Regions from separate parts of the Rattus norvegicus genome. Here region 2 is linked to region 1. A link is a contact called in public Hi-C data. All regions are on one chromosome and are shown on one strand. Each heading gives the region's core, a stretch centred on a gene start, on an enhancer-like site or on the middle of the called end of the contact. The rest is flanking DNA. Distances are from core to core; before and after follow the strand shown.

The links. Hi-C and Micro-C count contacts between places; a contact is called where the count stands out from the background.
Region 2: a Hi-C map of liver shows a contact between it and region 1, with 2.1 times the contacts expected there. The contact joins two enhancer-like sites. A contact is called at or near these places in 2 of 12 Hi-C or Micro-C datasets (kidney and liver).

The regions. Positions count from the first base shown.
Region 1 is chr20:20,242,318-20,245,017 of GRCr8, reverse strand. No RefSeq gene overlaps it. Among named protein-coding and RNA genes, the nearest start is that of Trnaa-agc57, 40 kb to the left of the region's middle. Within about 2 kb of position 1,412, at least 1 of the 93 cell types and tissues checked has an H3K27ac peak or open chromatin away from gene starts, as enhancers often do. A contact at or near this core is called in liver, where this site is marked.
Region 2 is chr20:20,356,664-20,359,363 of GRCr8, reverse strand. All of the region lies in intron 3 of Arid5b (AT-rich interaction domain 5B), which reads right to left. Among named protein-coding and RNA genes, the nearest start is that of Arid5b, 51 kb to the right of the region's middle. Within about 2 kb of position 1,348, at least 3 of the 93 cell types and tissues checked have an H3K27ac peak or open chromatin away from gene starts, as enhancers often do. A contact at or near this core is called in liver, where this site is marked.

The sequences.
Region 1 (2,700 bases), core at 163-2,662:
TATAAATGCAGGTTTCTGGGGTGGAGAGATGGCTCAAAGTTGGTAAAGTACTTGCTGTGTAAGCATAAAACCTGAGTTTGGTCCCCAGCATCCTAGCGTTTGAGAACCATTGGGCATGGTGACCCCTTGGGCATGGTGACCTCTGGGCATGGTGACTGACACTTGTAATTCCAGCACTGGGGACATGGATATAGATGGAAACTTGGAGCTTACAACAGCCTATTTGACCAGTGAGATACCGCATCTCAAAAAAAAAAAAAGTATGTATGCACACAGACACACGGGAACATACATGCACATATATGTATACACACATATATACAAATCAAATGCAGGCTCCTGGGCCTTGATTCCAGAGACTTAGATTAGCTAGGCTATGAGAAAAAGAAAAAGAGAGGGGGGAAAACGCCAAACAAACATAGAGGTCACTGCATGGACTCTAACATTTTAAACTAGTTTCTGGAGGTGGGTTTCCCTGTGGGCTAGCTCTCCTTGGGAGATAGGACCCTAGGAATCAAAAGATTGTCTCCAGGCCTTCACAGGCCTTTGCCTTTTTTGTTGTCTGAGCCCATTGATGAATCAAAAACTATGGCTCTCAGTGGCTGGCTAGGCCCCAGAGTTTGCCCGAGCCCAATTATTTATGGCTTTATTGATGTGCGAGTTATTGCTCTGTTAAGTACCGCAGGGTGTTTAATTGTGTGAAAGGGAAGTGGAAAAGCAGTTGTTGAAAGCTAGAGTTCCCGAGTCTGCGTACCTGATTTCTGACAATGTGTCACAAAACAGCTTGGAAAACACATCTGCACATAAAGGCCGGACCTCGTTCCAAAGTTTAATGAGCCTGCTGGATCCAGAACCTGCTTAGGCAGCCACCTCACCACTTTGTGGCCCCGGCACAAGCCGTGACACCCGTGTGTGTGTGTGTGTGTGTGTGTGTGTGTGTGTGTGTGTGTGTGTGTGTGTGTGTGTGTCTGTGTGTGTCTGTCTGTGTGTGTGTGTGTGTTTTCAAGGAAAGAGACGTTTCTTGGCACTCACATATTTTTTTTTTCATCGCTAATGATTGAACTGGAGCCTGTGACAGAGGCCAAAGCTAGAGGGAGAAAAATGGCGCCAGTAGAAACAGGGGCACCTGGCATGACCTGAGCTGCTCTGTGCACTCTCTGCTCCTCCTGATTGGCACTCAACTTCTCCGACTCCAAAGATCAGCCTTGTGTCTCCAGTAGCTGCTTTCAGAGGCCGCGCCACCAGTGGGTTGGTGGGCTATCCGCTTCCTTTGTGTGTGTGCACACGAATACAGGGTCAGAGGTCAGGCACAGGTATATCGTTCTTCAGGTACCCCTAGCCCCACATTTGTGAGATTAAATTTCCCCTCCCCCACTGGTCTGGAACTTGCCAAGTAGGCTGGGCTAGAAGCCACTCCTCTGGGCTTCATCAGTATTGACAATACAAATGCCTGTAACCACGACTATCTGCCATTTTCAGTGTAGGTTTGGAAACTTGAACTCTGGTGGGTCTTTATGCTTACAAGGCAAACACTGTACCCGCCCCCTCCACCCACCTCAGCCATGTTCCCAGTCCCTACGCATCCCTCACTGCCTCCTGTTCCCGCCAGCGTGCACGAATTCCCTAGCATGTTGTCAATGGGTTCAATGCGGCCTGAGGCCCAAGGGAAGTGGGAGCTTGTGTTAGAGGAGGCTGCTCAGTGCTGAATCTGAAGTCTGCCCGGACAAAGCAAAACAAAGTTTTGTTGCGTTTGACTGACTCTTCGTGCTACAGGTTTTCACTTTGTGCTTGGAGCCATCTAGGCATGCACACGCCAAAGATAAACGACCATACTCCGAGTGAGCTTAAGTTGACACAGGCTTTAGTCAAAATACCTGGACTGAGGACTCATGGGAAACCTCTCCAGAGATCCAGCATCCCACCCGCCTGGTTTCCAGCGAGCTCAGTACTCTCCCCTCAGATAGACCATCCCAGAACTCCCCGGATTCTTTATTCCTCTAACATAATCAGGCATCCCATTATAGCTTTATTTTGGGAGGGGAGATGCTATTACTTTCGGGTCCCCTATAAAATCAAGAACAAACGTTCTTGTCACAGAGATACGTCTGGATGTCTACCTAAATAAATTGTATCATGGGTTTAGATATAGCACAAGACTCTCAACTTAGAGTAAGAGAAAGCCAAAATCCTGCTGTGGACACTTCCGTTCTATGACCCTGAAAGCGCCCCTTAATTTCTCCGGACCCACTTCCTGATTTATTGATAGAACGAAATATTAGCCATCGTGACAGCTTGCTGTGGACAGTAGTGAGACAATGGCCAGAACAAAAACTGCAGCCCTATCTCAGGGCCATGACGAAAAATAAAACATTAATATTCATTTTCCCCAGACAATATACGTAACAGTTTTTAGAGAATTAATAAAAAAATAGAGACTGCTTTTGATATTTGGTGTACTCTGTTGGGGAACTTTCCCCATGCTAACTACCTCAGAGACTAGGCACTCACAAAGTGATGGACATTTTTTTAAATAAAATATTTTGTTTACCAGGAATACAATTTGTACTAGCATACACTTTCTAGGAAGTTTTAAAACCATACTTAAGAAACTGAGCTCAGATGCCCTGTGCAATTACGTATCCTTCTTTAAGTCCTATTCTATCCCAACCAGGCTCATTTTGGAGAGTTCCTTTTATTTTA
Region 2 (2,700 bases), core at 99-2,598, 110 kb before region 1:
ATTCTCTGCAGCTGTCCCTACTACACCACACACACACACACACACACACACACACACACACACACACACACACACCAAAAAAAAAAACCCTAAAGCATAATTGATTTCCAAATTAATATTCTTCTTCATTTTCAAAGGGGGAAAGCTTGTTTATAGTTAAACAGGGTTGTGTAAACAAGGTATTTGGCTGGGAGACATTTTCAGGGCTGAGTACTCCAGAGCGGGGTGAAGCTATTTAAAGAATGGAGTACTGGATTCCATAGGCCAGATGCTCGTATAAACGTGAAACTCTGCTCCCACCGCAGATGAAACTATTTTTAGTCAGTGCACATGAAGAGCATCATTCGCTTAAGCATTATGGGGTGGGATTCCAGTTAAACTACATACAGATTCTAGATGGACATGACCTCCTGCGCTCACTCAGGGAGACCAGGCTTGCAGCGAGGACTGTCCTCCTCCTGTCCCACACTGGTAGGACCTCATGGAGTGGAAATGGCAAAGGCTTCAGTGCATCTGAGTAAATCACCATTGCCTCATCTCCTCCAGGCCGGCCTCGCTGTGTGCTCTCTAGAGAGATGAGGTCCAGCCACTGAAGGGCTAGTTCCTGGCACACACCACCGCTCCCCAGGTGACAAAATGCCCACCTGTGACCCCCATGGGTGTGCTGATTATTCTATAGCCTTCGTGGCCTCCCATGCTTCCTCCACCATGCTGGTTACTCTGCAAACTGGAATCTACTTTGAACCCAGATTCCAAAACCAGGAAGGAAGCAAATCTGAAAGTGACGGGAGAGGCACACAAGTCTGCAAACTCGAACGACCCTGGAGTAGACTCTCGAAGGGTTTCTGGCACCAGTCACGAGAATCCTGGCATATACATTCCTTTACCTGACCACTACGAATGCCACCAAAGCTGTTGCTAGCTGCACAGGTCATAGGTCATTTTGTTTCCAGTTTTGTGTGCGTGTTACATATTCCCATATAGTAATTGTGTGCAGAAGAGGCTTAAGGAGGTTTGACATCTCCCGAGATTCCCAGGGAGTGAGGTCAAGGCACAGGAAGCAGTAGTGAAAACAAAACAACGCTTAGCTTGTATGTCTTTCTGGGGGGACATTCTGGAGAATTCACAGGCATCACGAGGAATTACTTTACTCCTTATTTGGATAAGAGATGGTCTACCAGGCTGACCTATAGGCAGTGACTCTAGGCCAGAGCACACCTGCATGTCTGGATCTTTACCTGAGGCAAGGCTATGACATCCTAGATTTTGGCCACAGTCTTGAAGTTGCCACCTCAGTGACAGGCCACTCATGCCGTGAGGCTCACGTCAAGTTTAGTAGGCCAGTGCGGGCTGTTGCTCCCTTGTTTAACCTCTCTGTAACAGACCACGGTGGATCAAGTAGAGATACTAAAGAACTCAAGAGAATGTGTAGCATTTAACTTTTTTAGATGTGGATACAGAATCAAACCAGCTAATCTGAGGATGAGGCCTGAAGCTCTGCCATGGGGTCTTTTCTCCCTGGCAGAGAACTCATTGGGAACTCTAAGAATGAAGATAGAGACAGGAAGGGATGATTTCCATCGTGCCTACTTTCTCTTTCGTGAGGTAAAGATGTGCTGTACAAGCAGGGAGCCTCATCCAAACCCTCTCCTTGGTGCTAATGAAAACAGGGTGCACCATTTTTCTTTTTGTTTTTTAACTTTTAGCAAAAATGCAGTCATCGGCTAACCCCTCCTGAAAACACCAGAAACAAGGCTAATGTTACAAACGTGCATGCATCGCTCATGGTTCTGCGAACATTAGAAGCTACACTAGCTTCTCCCTTGGTCTCTTACGGCGTCACCAGATCCCCCAACTCCGCCCCATGCATTTGTGGACAGCCTTGTAAGTTACAATTATTAACCACTCACTCTAAGATCATATGTAAGTCTTGGCGATGAGACATGAGTCACTCCGGTTCAATGGATTTAACATCTCGATCACAGGTAGGAAAAATTATATTCCAGTACATTCTTCTAATGACTCCTTTAACGTTAGACTGTCTTGGTCTTGCGTTTGTTTTGAGTCCATGGTGGTTTACTTGGCTGGCATGCAGCTTGCTTTCACCGGAGAGCAGGATGGCATACAGTCGATTTGAAGACTTGACTTCAGAACCAGGCCAGAGTCCAAATGCCTACATCGACATCTACATCTATTTCTCGAGCCGCACATCACGCTCAGACTCCCAAGGGTCTCAACTGAGTCCTAAAGCTTCCTAAAGCATGTGTACTTAAATAACTAGTGACAACAGCAGGACCTTGAGGCTACACAGCGGACCTTGTGCTTTTATCAATTATGCAACAAGAGCATTATGCAATGTGAGCCTCACGTGTGTGTGTGTGTGTGTGTGTGTGTGTGTGTGTGCACTGCTAAAATACCCTTGTGTCTAAATCTGTGTTTATTTCCTTTTCCTTAGATTAAGACCCACGCTTAGGCAAGTAAGTTGTTCTAATTCAGCCAATTTGGGGAATTCAAGGTCAGCAAGTGACCCTTGGCTAGCAAAATTGTATAGAAACAAGTTATAGCCAGGAATAGTGCTCTCGAGGACAGAGTCATGCAGTAGCTGTAATTAACTCTATGTAAGCTGTAAGGGAGGAAGGATTTATGTCAGCTCACAGTTTCTGTGGCTTCGGTCCATGATACCCTGACCCTATGTTTATG